Regions from separate parts of the Gossypium hirsutum genome. Here region 2 is linked to region 1. The links are chromatin contacts, called in public Hi-C maps. All regions are on one chromosome and are shown on one strand. Each heading gives the region's core, a stretch centred on a gene start, on an enhancer-like site or on the middle of the called end of the contact. The rest is flanking DNA. Distances are from core to core; before and after follow the strand shown. Region 1 holds the start of LOC107886724 (ADP-ribosylation factor GTPase-activating protein AGD3). Region 2 has its middle 30 kb from the start of LOC121225283.

Region 1 (5,321 bases), core at 891-3,390:
GATGAATTGAGAGTGTATTTTGAAAAGAAAATTGGTTGGATCTATTATTTGATAATAGATCTTTAAAACCATGCAAAGAAAACTAATTTATAACTTTCTAATTTTATGTAAATGGTGTGAAAAGCAGGTTAGATGCATTGTGCTTAAAACTGAAACAACTCACCAGAAATTTAAAATTTGGGGAATTTGCCTAATTGCTACTCCCACATTTCCCTTACTTTGCCAATTGATTATTTCCCTAAAAAATTTCGAATTTTAAGGTTTATTTGCCAAATAAGTACTCCAAAATTTCCCTTATTTTACAATTTAATCTAATTTAATTAATATTTAAATTTAACTTAAATTAACCCCAATAAAAATTATTTAAAATATTTTTCGATCCAAATAATTATTTTCACTAATAATTATTCAATTACTTTAAAATTAATTTTCCAAAAATATTTTTATTTTTTCAGCTTATTGTTTAATTGATTTTAGATGAAATTAACCTCCTAACTTAAATTAAAAATTACTAGAAGCCCCATAAATTCCTAGTTTCACGCTAGGAACTCAAAAAATATACTCAAAACTATTAGACTCGGTTTAGGGATATTACAACTAATCATACATGTTACTCGCTGAGATTGTCCCAAGACGACTCATTTTTGGTACATGATGTGATGGGTGTTGATTTAATGGTTATACACTAAACATCATTCTAATTAAGTAACTTCCCACAAAGATCTACTAAAGTTAGAATGATGGCCAAATGCGAAGCAATTATTAGTACGTGTGAATACCTAAGAAATTAGGTTCACGTATTAATTGGATGGAAATCCATGTTCTTACTAGTTGATTAATATTGCCCCAATGTGACTTAATTCAATGTTTGTAGGAATTATCGTTGCAACGACATACAAATATTTTCAAGATTTAATTTAAACGTATGCATCATCTTAATGCATATTAAATATTGCAAAAGGCTTTTCAAATATTTGTTTAATACAAAAATATTAATTAATGAATATTTTATTTTTAATTTGAAAATGATACTTATTCACTTACTAAACATACTTAGTAACAACAAACTGAATGAAAATAACTAAGGGATAGAATAGGAACTTCATAATTGTTATGAGCTGTGACAAAGAACAAACTGAATGAAAATAAGGAATACAACAGGAATTTCATGATTATCATGAACTGTAACAAACTAAAACAGTTATTGATAATAATGGTTCTCCGATCACTGAAGCCGAGACTAGAAAACGTTGAAAGAAATTTGATAAAGTAGCTCGTTGCTACATTCTAGCAAGCATGACCATCACCTTTTATAAGAATCCATGAAAATAGGTAAAATAGTCGGCAAAGCAATCAAGAGCCTCCATCTTTTTAGCTCGAATAAAATGACTGTCATACCAAAAAGGAAAAAATCCCAATCAAACATGTTCTCATATCCCAGTAACAAAGCTCGAGAAATGCTATCCCGAAATATAGAACTTAACATATGATGGACGAAAAGCAAATTTAGGTCCCAAGAAATACTGTCTCAAAGAGCAGAGGAGAGGATCTATCATCTCGACTGCCCAGAACAAAAATGCCCACAACAAATGTCATGTTCAATTGTTGCAGATATTTTGGGGGCGGTGATGAGTTGAGTAACTGTGCTCAAGTAAGGCTGAAATTTCTTGGTTGCCTTTCCATTACAATTTTAATTTTCAGGTCCCCACCCTTCGCCCTCCTCTCTTTCCACCGATTCATAATATATATGCTAGATATTTTGATCAACACCAAGTCTCAGAGAAATTTACATTTAGAAAGAATAAATATTCGAATTTATAAAAAATTATTATGATTAATTAAGATTTGGAACATATATGAATACAATGGATGGAAATGTAATCTATGCAGATTGCGTTCAATTATCCAAAAAGAATGATAATTAAAATTTGGCAGGTGACGGGACCGACCGGAGCAAGAAAATCAAAATGGAAGAGGAAAGAGAGTAGTTCTAGTTTGGGTCCCGCTTCCTCGATTGCTGAGTTAGCGAGACAGAAGCATCTTTCAGTTTCTATGATCTACTACCACTCGCTCATGGCGCGTTATTTTCCAATCTCCCACCAATTCAAACTTCAAAAAGTAGATATTTCATTACACGCTTCTCCACTTGTACTCTTCACCTTTCTCTTTTCCCCTTTTTTTCTCTCTGAATGAGGGAGGGGTAAGGAAGGTAGCTCCTGTCAGAAACACACAGTCGTAACGCCGTTTTCAAGAACATCCTCGAAACGACGACGTAGGTTTTGGTATCCACAGCACGCTGTTAAAAATTTTGGCTCCACTAAACGAAATCGTAGATTAAAAGGAAAAAAAAAAGTAAGGGAAGGGAAGGGCTAATTATGTCTGTGTGTTTTCGCTTTTATCTAAGTTGTCTTTGTGTCTCACCTTCACGCATGTTATGGACATTTTTTAGGTTTAATGTATGGAAAATGGACTAATTAATTTCTTTTTCTTTTTCCTTTTTGTTTTAGTTTCTTCCTTACTCACTCACTCTCTCAATTCCCAAGGCTCTCACCCTTAAAAACAACCTCCACTTCCTCTAATAAAATCTTATGTTTTCTTGTCCCTTCCTTCCTCCTCCACTTTCTCTTTTCTAGGGTTTTATTTTATTTATCTTCTTTCGGTTATATATATTTTTTTACCTTTCTTTGTGTTAAATTGAAACCTCAAAGCAAATAGTATTACACATAAAGCGAAAAAAAGAACTGTAAACAAGATTAAAAAAAAAAACTTTCTGTTAAATTAAATGCCGTGAAATCCATGTGAATCGAGTTGATGGAGCTGAATTTCTTGCTCTGGAAGCCGACTGTTGTCAAGTCACCTCGTCTTTACTTTTTGGGAGGGTTTGAATCAGAGTGAAGGGGAGATCTCAGGGGTTTAGTCTTATTCTACGAAGGATCGAGCATTGATGTAATGTTAATTAAGATTTTATCGTGAAGAGAAGAAAGAATCTTGGCCTCCACAATGCATTTCGCTAAGCTCGATGACTCTCCCATGTTTCGCAAGCAGGTTTCTCTCTCTCGACGTTCTTTACTTAGCTGGAACGAAGTCGAGGACATTGTAGATTTACATACTCCCCCCCCCTCCACCCTCCAAAATTGTTTACATATTTAGCTGAATTATTTCAGGTTGCTTATTTTGATTGCCATTTTTGTAACCTTCAGTGCTTTGTTCCCCTTTGGTTGTCGGAGAAAATAAGGCAAAAGAAACAAAATAAAAGGGGAATATTTTCCCCATTAATTTTATCTTTCTAATGGCTGCTTCAAAGAATTTGGCTAGATCAGCGGTAGTTTTTGTATAATTAATGGTTGTATATTTTGCATAAAAAATGTTTTGTAGATTTGGGGAGATTTATTTTATTCTAAATAGAGTTGGAGCATGTGCCTAGTTCGATATCTAGCTTGACTATCAGTATCCATGATTGGTGGGTTTAAAAGATTGTTTAAAGAGTGATCCTTGATCTCTCCTGGTTTGCGATAAGATGTATTTTCTGAAAATTGAAACTATAGGGCACTGATTTTCAAATGATCTCTTATGTTTTCTTAATTTGATGGGATTAAGTTCTCTTTATGAATAGGGTGAGATAAGAATGGAATCACGTTGGAGAATTTTAGTGAACTTTTTATCTCATGAGTATCTTTGTCAAGCGCTAACCTTTACATCCACATTTGTATTTTGTACATGCTGATTATAGTGGGATGGAGTATCTCTTTTTGCTTAAAGACATTCTTTACTTTTACAATTATATTGTAACTGTATTTTCTCATGGATTTGAAAAGTTCTTAATACTTGAGTATCATAATTTTGTGTTCTACGCATAGTAACCTTACTATTTGTCTGATGGACTCTAATGCTAGAGCTTTATGAGATAGTATATCTGTTTAGTTATTTATGGACCATGTATAGATAATTTATAAATTTTATTTGGTGAGACAGATACAATGCATGGAGGAAAGCGCCGAGTTGTTACGTGAGAGAAGCTTAAGGTTTTTCAAAGGATGCCGAAAATACACGTACGTCTATATCTTCAAATGATCTATGAATCTGATTGTTTTAATCAAAACAATATCCCTTTTTACTGAACGAAAGAAGTATATCAGAACGTGACATGGCCAAACTTGAGTTCTAAATTAAATAAAGAAATAGTCCAATATGTCTTTATAATGGGCAAAGTATTTGTTGATTGTTGCTTTATGCCTCTCGAACATAAAGGGTTTCTGTTACTATGTATTAATAGTCATTGCCTATATTTGTTCACAACTTTCTGCCAGTTTATGGAAGTTTCTTATGTTTTCAACATTCTTTCTTACCTGTAGGTCAAACATATGACAAAAAAAACTGAATGCAACCTTGCATTATAACACAAAAACTTCAATATTTATGTATCCGTTAGTTACTTTTCTTTGGTACTTGACCATGGTTCCATGCTTGTGGTTTTACACCAGGATACTGATACTCGTAAATTTCCTGACTATTACTGTAAAAGCTGTCATATAATTGTAGCTCTCAACTGGAATAGACTTTTTCTTTCCTTTTTTGGTTTCTTCCTCTTAAGAGGGAGGGGGTTGCTACTGCATGCTATTGGAGCCATGAGTTGGGGAAATATTTATTTGCATATTATTTTTCTTTGATTGCAGTGAAGGACTTGGGGAGGGATATGATGGGGACATAGCTTTTGCAAGTGCCCTTGAAATGTTTGGTGGAGGACATAATGACCCTATTAGTGTTGCTTTTGGTGGTATGTATTGTTCTAATTTTGTGCCAAAGTTGTTTATTGTACTTGCTTGAATATTGGTGATAGATTTGCACCTGAAGAGATCAGGCAGTCTTAAGTTTCAGTGGCTTCATTAGTTTTGCTTTCGTGTTCTTCCTATTGTAATAATTGTTGGTTTGATCTCTATAAGACATCGAAATGCCTTTTCTTACTTTCTGCTTTCTCAAAAATTTTCCCGTATCCGACATGTTGTGTATATTATGTTTTGGTATGGCACCATAGCAGTAATTGAACCTTTTTTCCCCTCTTTAGGACCAGTTATGACCAAGTTTACCATAGCATTGAGAGAAATTGGAACATACAAGGAAGTTCTTCGGTCACAGGTAAATTTCTGAAATATTGTTTGAGCATGAATATCAAATTTATTATGGAGCAATGGAGACCTAAGATAACTGATATTGGATAAATTCAGTTCTTTGACATTCTCCAACTGCTGCTGTAAGAATACTTACTGAAAGAAAATGATTATCTTTCTGATATTTCAGTAGTAAAAAAACTTTGCTTGTTTTCT
Region 2 (4,710 bases), core at 124-2,623, 65 kb before region 1:
ACCCATGATCAGCAATATCACTCATGTAAAGGCGTTCACCAGCATTTTCTCTGCCAGAAGCCACTTTGTCATATCCATCTTCCTCTTCCTGTGACATTTAGTAAACAAACTTCAACTCAACTGCAAATAGATTGAAGGAGAAAAGGAAGAGGTGGGGAGTGATCTGAAGACAAAAGAAACAAAAACACAGGTACTCTGTACACAAAATATTCATCAAATTGTTTGACAACTATATTAAACAACTAAGAAACAATTTCTCTCCCATACTCAATATGTAAAAAAAAAGCTTTTTATTGGTATTTTAAGCTAGAGACCAAAAAAAAAAATCATGCAAGAATCATTGAAGTCAGCCTCAATCACACTGTATTATAGGTAATTCAACACAGTAAATGCATGATACTAAGAAGTTTGAACCATGTTCGAAAACTATTCCAGATGTACCTGATGCTTTCATTCCATCCATATAAAATGGAAAAGGCCTACGGGTTTCTAATCAGCTCAAAATAAAGGGTTCTTTTCTCAATTATTGATTCACATATAATGTCATCCTAATGTCAAAAGAGTAACAATCGTTCAAAAGAGTAACAAACGCTTCTAAGTATCGGTTTAAAAGTTCACTTAGCAGCCACTGAAGATCAAAATTCCTTAACCTAAATACCCAGATAATTTTCGTACGAGAAAGAATCAATAAGCAAACGGATGTAAACGATTACAAACAAAATTAATTAACAAAGAATTTTATTTAAAAAATAACATATGTATACAAACACAGAGTCTAGAAAACGAAAGAGGTTGTAATATACCTCATTGTCGAGAGTGGAATCCATTCCAAGACAAGATCTGATTTCCCACTCGTCTCCATACTCGTCGATTTTTCTACTATGTAACTGACTCGAACCTCCGTCGTTGTCGTCGTCGTCATCATCATCATCGTTATCAAGATCATCCTCCGTTTCTTTCCGCCTCCCACTCCTATACTTCCTTCCCTCCTTCAAAAACTCGTCAAACGACGAGGAACACAACGTATCCTCTCGATCGGCTGCGGATTCTCTCCTCCATTCTCTCCTCTCGACCTCGTCGTCAGAGAGGGACTAGAGAGGCGGCCGCTGCTGCTGGGATGAAGACTGCGATGATTGGAGAGATCCGAAGATTTTTTCTACTCGAAGTTTAAAGCTATCGTCCATGGAATGGTTGAAGTCGGCTTTGGGGACTTTTCGTTGAGGGCCTTCCGGATTTTAATGTTTCGAAGGAACACCGCCTTTGCTGAGAGTTTCTTTTTTTTTTTGGTAAATTTAATTTGAATAATTTAAGGATGAGATTGAACCTTTCGTATGGAATGGAACCCAATCCGAGTTGCTGCTGCTAATTGGGAAATTCCTTCCTAATCCAAAGATTATAAACTTGTTCGTGTTGGGCTTCAAACTGAGTCCGGCCCAACCATTTCTTCTAATGATTTCTTTCCTCTCAATCATGTCAAAGTTTTGGAGAATTGGATTTGGTTCGGTTTGGTTAGATTTATTATATAATTTGATTTGATTTGATTTGATTTAATTTAAAGATGGTAAAATTTGAATTGTCTAATGGGTATGGATTCTAATCGATTCACTTCGAATAGATCAATTTTTTTTGTTTGAAAAGTAGATGTGCAAGACATGGTGGATTTTTTTTTATCTTGAATAGTGAGTATAAATCGATTATGATAATTGCATGCCCCGTCTTGAGTCACTCCACTATATAAATTATTATTTTATCCTCGTATACATAAACTATTAGAAAGAGTAAAATGTAATAACATAGAAAAAAAATCATGTCTTATATTTAAATATCTATTTTTTGAAGAATTATGTTAGATTGAAAAAATTAAAGATAAGAAGCTAAAATTAAATTGAAGTGGAGCTAGGTGGGGTAGGGTGGGGCAGGGCAGGGCAGGGCAGGGCGGGGCGGGGATGAATACATCCAACATCCGTGGAGGTGGTGGTGGTTTTTAAGATTATATATTTATAGTAGAGCAGGGTGGGTAGTGGAGTAGAGCGCGCCAATTGTGGAGCGGTAGTAGACTTAGCAATATTGCCCCTACCCCTGCTCCATTGTCATCCCTAATTCAATTTGGTTTTTAGTTTTTCATGTTCTTTTTAAGTTTTAGATTTTCTGACTTATTTTGACAAAATGAACTCTGTTTTATGGTTTTTACATGTTATTTGGTAAAGTTTTAAAGCCTTTCTTATAAATATTTCTAAAAGAATGATTTTTTAAACAAATAAATATATGATTAATGACTCTTATATAATATTTTTGAAACAAATATCTATAGAACTTTTAAATTATTTTTACTATTTTTTTTAGTTCCAAAAGCAATATTTGCAAGTAGAAACTAAGCAGTGCTAGAAATAGTACTACGAGCAATACCAACTACTTCAAGCACTGGGGAAGAATAAAGCAGGAAAATAATGAACACTCAATGTGTTTATGCAATTCAGTTTCTTTACGTCTAGGTAGCCTTGCCAAAATTATACTCCTCATTTTGTACCTATTATCTAAACAACTTTCCTTTAAGTTCCCCTCTAAAAACCTAGGGTATTAACCAAGTAACACACTTAATTTTACACTTAACGGGTTTAAAAGAAACATTCCTTAATGAAGAATAAGTGTTCTCAGTTTAGTACATCAGATGTACAAGTCTCCTCGATTTAAAAGGAATAAAGACTTACTAACATTCTATATCAATTGCAATCGATCTTCTCTTGAAACCAACAAGATAATAAGTATAAAGACTATCTTCGATCAACTAAGGATAAGTCTTAAATCTCTATGATAGACTTCCAAGTTTCACCCAATTCGATCTGATCCACAAACTTAGGAAGTTAATAGCTTTGATCCAAATCCAAACCTATCTCCAAGATTTGTTGCTATGTGTAGTTTAGATATTAAAGATGGATTGACAATCATCCAAAGTAAACATGATAAGCTTTTTGAGTGAGAGTAATGCCACAACCAGTTGGCATTATTCTAGACACTACTAAAAAACTATCTCAACAATTTCCTCATTTGAAATTTTTTTTAACAAAATCATAATAAGAGAACAATTTGCATGCCAGATACAAATGTTCCCCTAAGTAACTCCTCCTTAATCCATCATGCTCAACTAATAACATAACCAAGAAAATCAATCATTAATGTAAAATAAATAAGGATCACATTAATAATCAAACTACTGGAAACTATATTATAGTAGGCAAATAGAAAAAAAAGGTTCATAACATTATAACCAAAATATAACTATTTTGATGTCTAAATAATTACAAACCCCAAAATTTGTAAAGACATAAACTGAAAAGTAATTAAAAAATGATTTAAAAACAACAACATTAGTGCATCAATTCCAACTCCAAGTAGCACTTCTCCCCATTTTTGTTCAAGAATTTTGCCAAGGTCCTACTTGAGTAGTTTGGCTTGGAGACCATTTCTTTATGCTTTGACTTGACAAACATTGGCCTGAAGTTGTTGAATAACCTTTTCCTAAGAGGCAATATCAACATCAAGGTGTTGAAGGATCTTCTGTTCAAGGGCTAAGTGTGACACCCCACACCTGACCCATTTGTCGGATCTGAATGTGTGGCGACACATTATGTTGCCAGAGTAACTTAGAGTTGTTCAAAATCATTTCACTAAATAACATGGCATTCAATCAAATAATCGTATATAATTTCAATTAATCACATAAATAGGTTCAATGAATATCTTAGTGTCATTTAAAATATTTAAGGGCTGTACGAGGTCAAAACAGAGTTGGGATTCCAATCCAAACTCTAAGTACAAAAATCCAACAATGAGTCTCAAGACAGGCCTCCCTTGTTTTGGTATTTTTACTTCAATGTAAATATGTCTCAAGATTAGACCATTCATGTCTCGAAACAGGCCTCGAAATGTTTTTCCCCTATTTTCTTTATTTAGCTTTGATGTTTGGATGTCTCGAGATAAGGGGTTTTTGTCTCGAGACCTAGAATAACGAAAATCTATTTTATCTTCGATATGCCTTTATCTCGAGACACAACTCACTGTGTTATGACTTAAGCTTTGTTGTCTTGAGACTTGCTTGTTCAATTTCGAGGATATAAGCAATGAGGTGCACCAAATGTTGGATTTGGTGCCCTAAGTGTAGTATTTCCGTCTATGTACACTTGTAATTTTTTTGAATATATTGGTTGATAAAACAAACTCATGAACTACATTAATATACTGTGTATTATTTTTCCCATATGGTTTTTGCATGCAAAGTAAAATAGAAGCAAATGTTGCTCACTAGTTGTCTAATGTTTAAACTAATACTAAGCGGTATTACGTCGTTGGATCATAATACGGAAAGACAGCTTATATTAGTAAACAAGTTCAAACATGTCATTAGTCTAATTGAAAATGAGCAAATCGTTTGAAAGACTAATATGTCGTCTATCAAGTCCAATTGGGGAAATTTTTTCTCTTGGGCATCGAAGCAGATGACTCTTAAAAGATAGATACATAGATATAATTGAATGAAATGGTAGTACACCGAACATGACCCAAGAAGAATAAATCCTGAATTCTTTTATGGATTTATTAACTTTTGATGTTCATAGTGTGGCATACTTAAATCCTAAGTGGATGAAAGACTATGTATGCGTGACTCGTATACTTTTATATAAATAAAAGCCTGAGTTCAAATACATAAGAAAC

Evidence for each region. Hi-C and Micro-C count contacts between places; a contact is called where the count stands out from the background.
Region 2: a Hi-C map of leaf shows a contact between it and region 1, with 3 times the contacts expected there. The contact joins the enhancer-like site here to the promoter of LOC107886724 in region 1. A contact is called at or near these places in 12 of 34 Hi-C or Micro-C datasets (anther, callus, hypocotyl and 4 more).

What each region holds. Positions count from the first base shown.
Region 1 is chrA03:104,591,730-104,597,050 of Gossypium_hirsutum_v2.1, reverse strand. LOC107886724 (ADP-ribosylation factor GTPase-activating protein AGD3) reads left to right here and starts at 2,140. Exons shown (of 19, transcript XM_016810774.2): 1 at 2,140-3,045; 2 at 3,973-4,049; 3 at 4,674-4,774; 4 at 5,063-5,133. The coding sequence starts at 3,001.
Region 2 is chrA03:104,656,739-104,661,448 of Gossypium_hirsutum_v2.1, reverse strand. It overlaps the pseudogene LOC107886725. Among protein-coding and RNA genes, the nearest start is that of LOC121225283, 30 kb to the right of the region's middle. Within about 2 kb of position 1,373, at least 7 of the 9 cell types and tissues checked have an H3K27ac peak or open chromatin away from gene starts, as enhancers often do. A contact at or near this core is called in leaf and stem, where this site is marked.